Regions from separate parts of the Manis javanica genome. Here region 2 is linked to region 1. A link is a contact called in public Hi-C data. All regions are on one chromosome and are shown on one strand. The core of a region is the stretch at or near the end of the contact, and the rest is flanking DNA. Distances in the headings are between cores, read along the strand shown.

What was found. Hi-C and Micro-C count contacts between places; a contact is called where the count stands out from the background.
Region 2: a Hi-C map of blood shows a contact between it and region 1, with 4 times the contacts expected there. The contact joins the promoter of SPATA20 here to the promoter of ANKRD40 in region 1. A contact is called at or near these places in 2 of 2 Hi-C or Micro-C datasets (blood and fibroblasts).

The regions. Positions count from the first base shown.
Region 1 is chr4:155,851,817-155,858,900 of MJ_LKY, forward strand. It overlaps ANKRD40 (ankyrin repeat domain 40), which reads left to right and starts at 2,410. Exons shown (of 5, transcript XM_017669487.3): 1 at 2,410-2,791. The coding sequence starts at 2,658.
Region 2 is chr4:155,990,756-155,997,839 of MJ_LKY, forward strand. It overlaps SPATA20 (spermatogenesis associated 20), which reads right to left and starts at 4,280. Exons shown (of 16, transcript XM_017669474.3): 1 at 4,084-4,280; 2 at 2,957-3,136; 3 at 2,789-2,853; 4 at 2,448-2,602; 5 at 2,219-2,362; 6 at 1,919-2,120; 7 at 1,556-1,686; 8 at 1,350-1,454; 9 at 1,031-1,105; 10 at 715-924; 11 at 440-632; 12 at 1-141. The coding sequence starts at 3,081.

The sequences.
Region 1 (7,084 bases), core at 1,160-3,659:
CTTTTGCTGGTGACTACCAAACCCAAATCACCTGCCCAGAACTCCTTCCTTAATCTCACACCCATGTATACAGCTGTTTACTGGGCATCTCCACTTAGCTGAAAATTTGAAAAGTAAGCACAGGCTCTGGAGTCCAACTGAGTTCAAAGCCTTGCTCCATCATTAAGCTGCATAGTGTTGGGCAAGTTATGTCTCTGTGTCTCAGATAACAATAGTCCTACCTTACGGGGTTGCTGTGAGAATTAAATGAGATAATTCATGTAGAACACTTAGCATAGTGCCTGCCAATGAGTCAATGTTAATAGTAGTAGTAATTAAAGAGTCTCAGAAAGCTTAACACAACAGATTCAAAAGTGAATTTATCACCATACCTGAAACCTTCTCTTCGTTCTTTGGCCTAAATCTCAGTAAATGGCACCATTATCTACCCAGCCAGAAATCTGGGTGTTAGAATGTTATCGTTGTCTCCTGGCCATTACTGCCCTCCCATTCTATCAGGGGCTCTTCCTTGCCTTGACCTTGTTATAACATACTTACAACCCATGGAGCATTTCCAATGACCAGACTTAACACATAGTCATTCATTCAATCCATAGAACAATCCTGCAATCAAGTGCTATTGTTATTATCCCTTTTTTGCACATGACAGAGTTAGAAGCACAGAAAGTTTAAGTGACTCATCCAAGATCATGTGAGTGGCAAAGCTGTCTGGTTTTCATCTCCTTACTCACAAGCACTATGCCTGTGCCATACTGCTTCTATGGTAATACTTACCATTTTCTGTAGTTGGCCTTAACTCCCATGCTAGACTGTGTGTTCTTTGAAATCAGGGACTGGTTGGTTTGCAGCAGCATCTTCAGTGACTGGGGGAGTACCTGACAAACAGTGCATGCTGAATACACACAGTGGGTTAGATAATTCCCTAGAGACAAGAAAAGTATAGGTAAATGAAATAAAACACTAGCCATCAGATTGCCTCCAGTTATGGCCAAGGTTAAAGGTTTGGTTTGTGGACAAAGTTTTGTTTTTTAGGTGAAGAGAATAAGCAGAAGATTGGAGTCAAAGATAAGTAGAAGTTGGGTTTAAGAAGATACTAATATTCACTGATTCAGCAGTTACTATAGGGCACATGCTATAATCCTTTTAAAGAAAGGAAATTTGACAAAAAAAGAGAACTCACAGACTAGCATGCAGTCACTACTAAAATTTTTTAACTGCTTGTTAAAGGGCCCAATTCCACTGCTATGCACATCAGCTTCAGATAGAATATCATGCTGGATATGAGAATTAAATTTAAATTGGGGGACAAATAAAAATGTAAGGCCAAGCAGAGTTCCATTTTGCCATGAGGATCAATTCAAGTGCACAGCCAGTTTATATTCAGCACCACCTGGTGTGCACTGAGTTCTGTGTGAATTACTGTATCATAATAAACAAACAGACATGGGGTTTCCTTAAACAGTAGCAAGGAAAATGCTTGCTGTGCAGACCCTGTGGCAGTCCCAAGAGAGGGAAATAAAAACTCCATACCTAAATTTGTCCCTTCCCATTTCATCTCTTTTTATTCAAGACTTCCTCCTTTCCACCTCAGGCTTATTTCCTTAATCCTCCTAACCCCATCTGCAAGGTTGCATCCTGTGCCATACTCGAAGATCTCTCTAGGCCCACCAGGCTCAGCAAAACCATAATACTGCCACCCCAGACTCTGAGCATTAGGTTGATTAGGCAAGGAGTCAGACAGAATGCTGTTTATATATACACCATAGCTCTCCCCAGAGCTTCTGGCATCAGGATCCGGATAATTCCATAGCTTCTTCGGTGTTTCTTTTTTCTTTACATGGCCTTTGTGAAGAGTAATTAATCATGATTTATAAGCAGTAATAAATTACAGTTTATAGACTCTAGGCACAATATATGTTTCCTGAAAGCCAAGTTAGAAGAAATCCCTATCTAAAATGAGATGTAAAACAACAGGAAATGAAATAAATATTCGAATTGAATGGTCCCAAGCACTGTCAAAAGAAGAAAGAACAGTGCAATCTATCTCTGCAATAATGAGCATATAATAATAGTAGGATCGTTTTCAGCCCATTTCCCCATCCTGCTGGGCAAGAGCTGGCTCAGATAAGGAAAAAGAGACACACACTAGTGAGGAAAAAAACAATTATTTTTGATGCCTGGTAAACAGCCTGCGCCAGAGGATAAGCCTTTTCTGGCTCTTGAATATACTTTTTTTCTCTTTCCATGTGTCTGTCCTCATCTCTTGAAGCTGCGGGGTGGGGAGGTCTAAAAATAGTCCATGAATCACCGCAGATAATATCGTGCAGCAGTTACATAAACAGCCCGCCCGGGCGCCAGGGATCGAGGGTAGGAACGGAAAATATCTGGGTCAGAGTTGTCACTCTGAATTGAGTCCCCCGGAGCCGGCCTTCGGGAGGCGCGGCCCGGGAGGAGGCTTAGGCCTGCAGGCCGGGAGCAGCAGTGGAGGGGCGGGCGGCCCGCGCGAGGAAGCAGAAGCCCCGGGCCGGGCGCTGGAGGCGGCGCGAGCGGGCCGGGCGAGCTCTCTGCAATCTCCCCATGGCTGGGGGCGGGCAGCGGTGGCGGCGGCGCTGACTGGCCCGGGGTGGGACGGGCGGAGTGTTGAGGCCGAGGGGAAGATGAGCGCTCTCCTAGAGCAGAAGGAGCAGCAGGAGAGGCTGCGGGAGGCCGCGGCCTTGGGGGACATTCGGGAGGTGCAGAAACTGGTGGAGAGCGGGGTGGATGTGAACTCCCAAAATGAGGTCAACGGCTGGTAAGTGGGGAGCGGGGGAGGCCTAGGGTCAGAGCAGCCGACTCGAGGCCCGGGCGTGGAGCGGGCGACTGGCCTAGCGCTGTCCCCGGATGCCCACTGAGGCGTGGCCTGGCTCCCAAAAAGGCCTCGGAGGTTGTGCGCTCTTGAGGCCAGCCCTGGCCCCTGTGCTTCGTGTAGTCAGGAGCGCGGCCCAACTTCCCGCCCACGTGGGCCTCCCCGGGCAGCGCCCACCCGAACCCTGGCGCGGCCCCCCTGCAGCCCCCTGGCTAACTTAGCCAGAACAGTGTTGGCGACGGTTGAATTCTCACGTTGATAAGGAGCTCACCCCCAGTTCGATTATGAATTACTTTGCCTCTGGAGAACACATCTGTGCGAAGCATAAAGTATAAGCAACTGCGTAAATATGAATCCTATAAACTAGCACGATTTATTTTCCCAAGACCAGAAAAAAAATCACTTGCATCACTATCCTGCTTGTCTGTTGTCTCACTGCAGCAGTGACTTGCGGCTGCCAACAACTGCCTGTTGAGGGAAGACTGATTCGTTTGTCCTATAGAATGTTTTGTTTTTTCTTATTACAATTTCAAATACAGAATTTGATCCAAGGCTTTAGATGCCTACGTGCAATAGATTCCTTTCCAATTAAATAAGGAGTCTCATTTTAAGATGTGCTGGTGTTCAAATTTTTAGTGTTAAGTTACTGTATGTGGTATTCTGCTCTCTTCACATTTACATTTAAAATTTTTATTTGATCCAGGTAATGCTTAACCAGCCTATTTTGTTAGCTTAGAGTTAAAGTGAGTTTGCAAGTGTTTTTTTTTTTTTTAAGTGGAAACATACAATTTGGAACTGAAAGGGACGTGGGAGATAGATTCAACACTACAGGGTAACTTGCCCTAGGTCATACATAACTATTCGTATGACAGCTAGGACCACAACCATGGTTTCCTGTCTTACTCACAAATCTCTCTACCTCCTTACCCTAAAGAAAACAGCCTGGGTAGCTGCCTAGAAAGCCAGAAAACAGTAGATACTGCCTCTTTTTTATTTTGTTTTGTTTAAGACTGTTTGCAAACAAGCTTGCTGTTCTATGTGTCCCTTCTCTGAGCATTGCTCTGATTCACAAGTTGTGAATCACTGCTTTGGCACTGGGAGGCAGTGTTGTATAGAAGAATGAGCCGGGTCTGCTGCAGTTTCTGTTTCTGCTTAGCTCTGGACCTTGCCTAAGTTACTTAATGTTGTGAGCATGTAAGGAGCATAATGTAAATAGCTATCAATTATTTAGCCTACTCTGTCGCACAAAGGAGGTTCTAAGTTCTTTATATGTATTATCTCATTCACAGCTACTCAAGGACATTAGCTATTGTTATTTTCCATTTTACAGGTGAGGAAACTGAGGCTCAGAAAGATTAAGTTATTTCCCCAAGGTCATAGAATTTACAGTAATTAGTGGAGCTGGTAAATGAACCCAACATCTAATTTCAGACCTGTTTCCAACCACAATGCCTGGCATTGTAGTTGCTCAGCAAATGTTAAGTTGAATTTGATATAACCTGAAGAGGCTTCTCATAGATTTAATTGGGGAAGATGTTTAAGAGTCACCTCAAATTCAACATGTCCAAGTTGAATTTCCGATGTCCCCTCACCCCTCTAACTCCCCCAGACCTGCTCCTCTGAGTCTTCCCTATCTCCACATCTGAGGTGCTCAGACCAGAACCCCTGGTGCCCTCTTTGCCTCCTGTATTTCCCCCACACCCCATACTCAGTCGTTTGGCTGATTCTTCCAGCTCCACCTTCAGCTATGGTCAGAATCTGACTACTTTTCACTAACTCTAGCACTACTACTCTGGTACAAAGCCATCACTCTGTCACCTGGATTATTGCAGTAGCCTCCTATCTAGTCTCCTTGCTTGTTCCCTTATACCGTACAGTCTTTTCTCTGCACAGCAGCCAGAAGGACCCTGACTTAAAACATGAGTCGGATCATTTCACTGCTCAAAACTCTCTAATGGCTCCCATCTCACTCTGAGTAAAAGCCCACAGGGTCCAACAGCTTCTACCCCCTCTCCCCACCATCCTCCCTCCTTACCTGCATGCCTCATCTTGCTCTTTGCCCCTTTGTTTCCTTCATTTTGCTTCCCTGGCCTCCTTGCCTTTCCTGGAACACCAGGCACAGTCCTGATTCAAGGGCTTTGTGTTTTCTTTCCCTCCATCTAGATGCTTTTGCTCCCACCCCCCCTTCAGGTCTTAGCTAGATGTCACCTCCCTGAGCCTTGCCTTGGCCCTCAATTTAAAGTTGCACCATACCCCTCCCCTGCATCTGCAATCCCCTAATCCCTTTCCTTGCTTTATTGTCCCTATAACACTTAATCACCACCTAGTGTGCTATTTGTTTTGTTTCTTTGCTGACTGCCTCAATTTCCTCCTCTGTAAAATGGGGGAAATATTGATTATAATATTTAACTCATTGATTGTTTAGAGGATTAACTGAGTTAATATATGTAAAGCCTTTAGAACAATGTCCAGCATAAAGCATTATATTATCTGTGTTAACTGTTATTTTCTTATTATTAATCAGTATGTTGGAAAATGGGATACAAAGGTTACCCTCAAAAAACTTACTCTCTGGCACAGAAGAGCAGAATGGTTACTGCTTTCAATTATTAGTTGGCTTAGTAATCAGAGTTTCAGCACCGATGAATGTTATCAGTGCCTCTAGTCTGAAATACTTCCCAGCACTAATAAGATATTCTGAGTGCAAATTCAATGCTTAAAGAGTTGAAGTTCAAAGATAGAGTTCCCACATCAATTGTAATTCAAGTGTCATGCATGCAAAGAAAAAGTATAATGACTCATGAAGAAGCTGAAAATATTGCCTGGCTGCAATAGCCCTGAGTTAATGGCTGCCCAGAGCCACAAAGGTCTGGACTATAAATAATGATCACTAAGGGTGCAGGGCTGTAGGGGACATGCTGTAGTGGCTTAACCCCACCTTATGTGGTGCTGCTTTAGCTCGTTGGTTTGTTCCAGAGTGCCTCAGACACACTGGCAGTAAATCACTTGCTTCACTCTCAGGCTTGTTGTGAATAAGTGATTTACTACTAAGTGAGCACTTTATTTCCAAATGGGAGCATATTTTTCTCATCATGCTTCATTCATTTTTGAGTGCTTGCTTATCATTATAATTATTCACTTTTCAAGCCTATTCCACAGACATCCACACACAAACACACTGTTGGTTGCAGTTTGTTTTGCCCAGAATCGAGAATGTATTGGTCTTTCTTTTCCAAGCAATGTCCACCATGTTCTTGGCTCACTCATTCAGCAAGTATTAATTAAGCACCTGGATATCCAAGCAGACACTTCCTTATCTTCATGGAGCTTATATTTTAAAAGTCTAGATCAAGACTTTTCCCTTAATTTTCCCAAACTGGCAGTCTTCATCATAAAGTACACCTTAAAGGCACATGGACAGTCTAATTCTAATGAATAATAGTGTGGAATGTCACTGAATCATTAGTGGAGTTGCTCCCAGCCAGCCAGAAAAGCTGGCCTTCTGTAAGTCATACGAGTTAAGGTACCCAGGATAAATCAGCTTTTCCTGGAACCAAATGAACTTTCTAGATTATTATACTTATCTGTTTAGTGAACTAACCCTAACTATTAAAGATATGTCTATATTCCTTACCATGTCTGTCTTTGAGTATAAGCTCTGAAGATCTCAGTTCAATTAGAGAGTTGGTGAATGAGGACATTTCAAAACAGAGAGGAAAAAAGTACTTTCCTTCCATAATAGCATTCAGTTTTGGCAACTGGCGATGAATTTGGTACCTCTGAATCCTTTCATTTCTGCTAAGATGGAGGCGTTGCTGACATTCTAATTATATTTCTATGCAGTATTAAAATAATAGCCCTTATGAGTAGGTATGATCCCTTCCTATGTGCCAATAATATTAAATAGTTTTACCTAAATGAGTCTAATACCTTAAGGTGAATTTGTTCTTGAAAATTTTGGTTGTTGATGTACATTTTTTAAATGCCTCAGAAATTAAAAGTCTATGTGTAGTATCTTACTTTTAAGCAGATGGGTCTATGCTTGTAGCCTTCTGGAGAAACTAGAGAAGCCAACTTTTTAAAAATGGAAATTTGGAGATCCTTTTTGTGTGTGTGTGAAGGAAAGAAAAATAAAGAGGAAGAGAGGGAGCAACTGAGATTCAGACAGGAATATCTTCTGTAGTAGTAATAATTTTAGTGGCACAGCAAGTGTAGATAGATGGTTATTAGCCTGATAAT
Region 2 (7,084 bases), core at 3,030-5,529, 140 kb after region 1:
TGTAGCAGGTTCGCATCAGGCGGCCGCTGGCCACATCAAACATGTGCCGCTTCAGAAACTTGGCCCCATTGATGGCGCAGTTGATCAGCCTCTCCAGGCCCAGAACAGCCCCCGTCACAGCGTAGCCAGACACCATCAGTCCTGGAGGGAGGTGGTCATGAAAAGCTGGCTGGCTCTCCAGGCATGGCCACCCCACTTGACACTTCTCTGGAGCAACAGGGTGAGCAAGTAAGGGCTTGGGCTCCAGTGCCAGGCAAGGCTGGGCTGAGGTGTGACAATGGGTGAGTTATTTAAACTGTCTAAGCCTCAGTACAATCTGAAAATTAAGAATAAACCTGGTAAAGGAAGAATTAATATTTAGCAGGTGTCTGACATACAGAAGGGCCCTGTGAAGGGTGATTCTATAAATGGGATCAGCCTCAAGACACCGCAGTCCCACCGTTCCAGGCGGCCAGCATCTTGGTGTCCAGGTGCGGTTTCGGCCGATGTTTCCTGGCCTGGAAGAGCTTCTCCAGCCCTGTATTGAGCAAGGTCCGTACAGCCTCCATGTCCAGGCCAAAGCGGGCAGCAGTCAGTTCTAGCGAATACCGGACATTCAGCAAGTTCTGGCCCTGCAGCTCCCCTTTGGGGTCCTGAGGGAAAGAGCCCTTGTCCAAGGGAGTCCACTCACCTATCTGGTTTCAGGACCCCTCCCATGTCCCCAGGCATCCTTACCTGACTGGGGCCAATGTTGCCGGCTTCTGTGAGGCCATAGTGTTTCATGAGGAGCTGGCCCGAGGTCAGCGGCTCGGTAGCACCCAGCACAGGCTCGGGGAGCAGCTGCTGGACCTCTTTGACAGTCCACACATAGAAGGCACCCTCTTTGGGCCGAATGTCCCTCTCCGGGGGCGAGTCTGCATCCTCAGCGCTGTAGAAGCCTCCAGACTGTAAGGAGGGGAGAACTGGCTGGTCACAGCCTTCAGGGCAGTAGAGTCCCTGAATGCCCCTAGACCCCACGCAGCCAGGCCCGCCTGCCTCAGTGGACACACACCCGGTGACTCAGGTTCCGAGACACGTACTGCAGGATGTCTTTGGCAACATCAGCATAGAACTCATCACCAGAGATCTGAGGGGTCGGGGGAAGGAGGATGTAAGCAGAGGTCCCAGGAGAGGACTGGGGGTCGAGGGTGGACAGACAGTCAACATTCTCCCAGGAGAGTGAGGAGGGAGCCTGGATAGCAGGCATATGGGAGGGAATTAGGAGTGAGATTATGGGGGAACTGCAAGTCCCCAAGAAGGCCCTGGAAAGGGCAGCGAGAGGTAGGTGGACAGGCTGGATGTCCTTGCTCTAGGCTGGGGTCAGGGGTCACCTGGAAGGCCTGTGAATAGGCTACTGCAAGCTGCCCCTGGTCATACAGCATCTTCTCAAAGCGTGGGACGTGCCACTGGCGGTCCGTGGAGTAGCGGTGGAAGCCCTGTACCAAGTGAGAGACAGGGCTGGAGGCTGATCCCAGCCTCTGCCTCCAACCCTGCTGCCTCCTGCTGCCCCCTCCAGGAAATGCCTAGCCCCCATCACCTGCCCTACGTGGTCTCGGATACCCCCATTGGCCATCATTTTCAGGGTGTGCAAGGCCATCTGCTGGGCCCGGGAACCATCCTGGGTTAGTTGATGATCGAGCCAGTAGGAGAACAGGAAGTTCAGGATCACTGTGGGCACCAGGAGCAGCAAGTAAGAGGATAAGGGGGCAGGGGGCAGAGATCCCTGATTAGGAGGCCCTTGGCTAGGCTGGGGTTAGGAGTTCCCTCAATAGGTCAGGAGGTCATGGGCCAGTCAGGAGAGCAGGAGGTTAATGACCAGCCAGGGGTCAGAAGATCATTGTTCAAGACAGATATTTGAAGGCCAGGCTTGGGGGAGGGAACGCATGAGGGGGGCACTGACCCGGTGTGGGGAACTTGGGGGCCTCAGCAAAGCCACCGTACTCCTCATCATAGCCTTCGTCCAGCTGCTGGAAGCAGCGACTTTTCATGGTGGCAGCAGAGGGTGGCACCTGGCGGTCACCCATGCTAATCTCCGACCGAGCCAGCAGGGCTGTGGTGACACGCTGACTGTTTTCGAGCAGGGCACCCTTGTTCTGTTTCCACTATAGGAGGCAGGGGCAGACCTGGAAGTCAGCATGGGTGGGGCCCCTTGTCTCCTCGCCCTTGACCTTGGTCTCCCCACTCCCTGATGCACACCCACCTTGTCCCGTATTCTCAGCAACACCGTCCGAAAGCCAACTCGGGTCAGGCCATCCTCCAGGGGGAAATAGGTGCCCCCCACAAAGGGCTGGAGGTTGGGAGTCAACCACACATTCATGGGCCAGCCCCCACCATTGCTGGTGGCCTAGCAGAGAAGGGGCAAGGGTGAGGGGAGTGGCCCTAGTGCAAAGGCAACCCCCGCCCCACCCCTCCATGGGAAGACCACTCACCTGCACAAAGGTCATGTATACCTTGTCCACATCAGGTCGCTCCTCCCGGTCCACCTTCACACAGACAAAATCCTCATTGAGCAGTTGGCCAATCTCCTCGTTCTGGAAGGACTCCTCTTCCATCATATGGCACCAGTGGCAGGTGGAGTATCCCACTAGAATGGGGCCATGGGGGGCCCAGCGGGCAGAGTGACTGACCACAAGGAAGGCCAGTCAAGGGGCCCAAGCTGGACTGAAGAGACCCTGACCTCTAGTTTCCTGGGGGTCCCAGGTCCAGAGGACCCTTCCCCTATCCCCTATCACTCCTCCACCCTCTATCCCAGGGAAGGCAGGTGTCTTACCTGAAAGGAAAATTGGCTTGTTTTCATTCCTGGCTTTGTCAAAGGCTTCCTTTCCCCAGGGGTACCTAGGTCAGCAGGGTAGGGCACCACTTATAAGCCTGAGGGGAGGGAAAAGGGGCTGAGACCCAGCAGCCTGGAGGAGAGCGTCACTTGGGGAGAGGTACTCACCAGTCCACAGGATTGTAGGCATGTTGCAGGAGGTATGGTGACTTCTCATTGATCAGGCGATTGGGGACCTTCTGAGGGGTGGACTGGGTGCATTTGGGTTGGCTTCCCTTCGCTCCAGCAGGCATGGGCACTGAACTACTGACTGTCACACTTCGGTCCTTGTCCCGGGAGGAGCTACCCCTGCATGGGCAGATGGGTCAGGCAAAGGGTCCCCACCCACCTACCACAGGGGCCTGCCCCACCCCACCCCACTCCAAGCACCCTTCCCAGAATCCGGCTCCCAGCCCCACCTACCTTTCTGAACCACGGGGGAGACCCTTGTGACCCCCCTTGTGTTTTTTGGGGGCTGAAGAAATGTGGCTCATTGGGACTCCCTGCCAGGTTAGCCTCCCCCAACCCCTTGGACCAGGTGGCGGCAAGGATGATGACTGTGAGGTCAGCATGAGTCACAGCGGGTAGAATTGTCCATAAGGCTCCATTCTGTCCCCCTAACAGGGCCCCTCCCCCGGGGGGGGTTGCTGGGGATGTCTCCTTGGCATGACTGGGTGTGCCATCTGGGCAGGAAGGCTGCACACTGCTGGTAGCTGGACAGCAAGCATATTTGGGTTTGGGACTGGCCCCGGTGAGGGGCAACAAGAGGAAAATCAACAATGGGGACTTCCTCACTCAACTTCCACTCACTGGGCACTCCTGAGAAACCTGGTCCTGTGCCAGGATCCCAGGACCCCCAGAGAATCAGAAACCGGCTCTGATAGGGGGCTCAGCCTAGGCAGGTGGTGCTGCAGAGCAGACCTAAATAATGGCAGACCCTTGCAGAAATAAGAACTGTGACAGGCCAGCCCAGGGTACTGTTGGACAAGGACCCTTGGCCCAGAATTGTGGTTCAAGGAAGGCTTCCTGGAGGAGGTGTCAGAACAGAGTCCCTGGGGAGCTAGCCCTGCGGCCCCCCCAGGGGGGGCGGGGGTAAGGAGGGCATGGCTGCTTGGGTCAGGTCGTGGGAGCAGACTGGGGGTGCGGGGAGGACAGGCATGAGGAGGTGATCGGGCACGCATTGGGGACCAGCGCCGGGACGACCGGTCCCGGGGCCCCCCAGACACAGGACGCGCCACAGCGGCCCACTCACTCACCCGTATCTGAGGCTCGCGACGAGGCCCGGCCCAGGGTGGGGCAGCAGGAGGCCGCGGCACTGCCGGGTCTGCGCGCCCAGCCCGGCTACTCGCGGCTGTGGGCCGAGACACCGCGTACACGACTGAGAGCCCGAGGCTGTGAGAGGCGGGCCCGAGCATCCACCGAGCCGCACACAGGCGGGTCTTAGTCGAAACTCCCGGCGGCGAGGCTGGTCTCCGAGCGCCTCCCGGTGGCTGAATGAGGGATTGCAGACCCAACAGCCCGGGGTTGACAGGACCCAGGTCTGTGCACAAAATTGGGATGGCTCAGCTGAATCTCAACCAGCTGCCTGCGGAAGCATAACCCCCATGAGGAGAACGTGGAGGGCTGTGAGGATGCCAGGACCTCGGTATGCCAGTCTCAGCTCATTTTGTCCAACCCTTGCCCATTTTACAAATGGGAAATGAGGTGCAAGCAGAAGGCATGTGTTTTCCAGGCCCATCCACCAGTGAGTTTTGCTTTTGCCTGTCCTCTCCATCTCAAGGTTCTGCTCAAATCCCACGCACTCCAAGAAGCCTTCTCTGAATAATAATGATGAGCCAACTTTATGTCCTATCATGTACTTTACACCCTTGTCCCATTTGCTACATTCTGCCAATACATATTGAATGCCCACTGGCTGCCAGACACTCTGCTAGGTACAATGATGGGCAGAGAGAAACCAGACTCCTCCCCTTGTGTTGCTCACAGTCTGATGAGGGAGGCAGAAGCTAATCTGACAGCCATACAAATTAATGTACAACCACCCACTGTAATTAGTGGCATGACTAGGTATGACAAGAAACCTGGTCTGGTGGGAGAGGCAGTGGTGGCAGGGGTGGGGTGGGGGAGTGGGGAGTGGGTGGAGGCTTCCCTGAGGAAATCACCTTTGTGTAGCAGCCATTGAAGAACAAGAGGATGGAATCCAGAGAGGGTGTGAGAAGAATGCTGGGGAAGCAGGAGGAACAGATGTGCAAAGGCCCTGTGGTGTGGCAATGAGTCAGTGCTGGGGAACTGCAGATGGCCCACATGGCTGCAGGACAGAGAACTAAGGAAGAAAGGTAGTAGATGAGGTTGTGAGGCTGGGGAGGAGGGCAGGTCTTGGAGGGACTTGTGAACTATGAAAAGGAGTTTTGGTTACTGATGAGAGCAGAAGATGTTGGAGGGTTTTAGTAAAGGGAGTGACCCTACATTTTACAAAGATCCCTCTGGTTTCCAGTGGAGAATGGACTTGAAAGGAGTAAGAGTGGAAGCAGGCATGGTTAGGAGGCCTTAGCAGGCTCTGGGGGAGATGGTGGGGCCCTATACCAGGTGTAGGTGGAGATCAAGAGTAGATGGCCTCAAGGTCTGTAGAGGAGGAAACGTCAAAATTGGCAGTGAGGGAGAGGGAGGTACTAAGAGTGATTTGCAAAGTGGGGCTTGTGCTGAGTGGTGAGGCCATTTTCAAGGAGGGGGTTGGGGAAAGGCTCAGGTGGGGGTGTTCATGAGATCATTCTTGGAATGTAGGTTTGAAATTCCCTTGAGACACATATGTGGAGATGACAAGGCTCTGCAATGCAGAGGGGAGGTCATGGAAGAAACCAGGGGGCATCATCCAGGGAGACTGCAGTGAGGAGAGAAGGGGGGCTCAGGCCCCAGCCTGGGGGACTCAGGAGTGCACCTGTGAAAGACAGAGACGGAAGAGCCAGAAGGTCAAAGGAAAACCAGGAGAGGGTGATGACCCAGAGGCAAAGGGACAGAGATTTGCAAGGAGGGAGGATCCACATGGTCAGGCTCCAGAGAAGCTGCTAGGATGGAAAGAAAAAGGTACACTGGCTTTAGCAACATGGAGACCATTGGTAGGTTTGGCAGGTGCATTCAGTGAGGTGAGGCTGACAGAGAAGCTGGTTGGAGTGGGTTGAGGAGGGACGAGAAAGAAAGGGGATGCAGAGAGATAGGATGGGTGCTTGATGTGAGGGGAAATATGGAAAGACACTTTCAAGATGGATGAGGCTATGACAATTATCAAGGGGAAGGATTTGGTTGAGAGAAGGCAATTGACAATATCAAGGAGAAAAGAGATCTCTGAGAAGGTTGGGTGATGGGGTGACAGAAGGGTTGGCAGGCTGGAGGGTCTGGTGGGTACTCCCTGGAAGGACTGAGATTAAGATCAGAGAACAGGAAGCCTGCCTTGAATGTGGAGGGACTAGGGTGAGGACAAGACCCAAAGTGTGACCATGGGCAAAGGTAGCTGAGAGGTCAAGGGGTGGCAAGATCATCCTCTTGGATAAAGGAATCACATGGGATTGAGCAAGATTTGAGGAAGAAGGCTGTGATCCAGGCTGGAAGCATGGCAAGAATGAGGTAGAGCACAGCGCCAGGTAGAGAGGAGGCAAGACAGCCTGTGGCTCCCGCCTCCAAGGAGAGTCTTACAGGAGGAAGATGGTCCAGAAGTAGCTACGGGAAACAAGGTTGCTAACCTCTTCTTCGTGGGAGTCAAAACAGCACCCTTTGGGGACTGGGGAAGATGGGTGGGAAGGGAGGGATAAGGGGGGAAAAGGGGTATTATGATTAACATACATAATGTAGCCGGGGCGGGGTGGGGGAATACAGGGAAGGCAGTATAACACAGAGAAGACAAGTAGTGATTCTATAGCATCTTACTACGCTGATGGACAGTGACTGTAATGGGGTATGTGGTGGGGACTTGATAATAGGGGGAGTCTAGTAACCATAATATTGCTCATGTAATTGTACATTAATAATAGCAAAATAAAAATAATAAAAGCCAGTCCAAAAAAAAAACACAGCACCATTTGGGAGTCCTTAGGGTACTGTTCACAAAGGATAGCCAGTTTAGAAGAGCAGGGACCAGGCAGGGGAGGGGTGAAGGGTGGGTCAGCAACCAAGAGGGGTGGAGACCTCTCTGGGGTGGACAGCAGAAGACAGATGGGAGCTGGCCTCTGGGCACTGCCTAGCACAATCGGAATGAGGGGTAAAGTA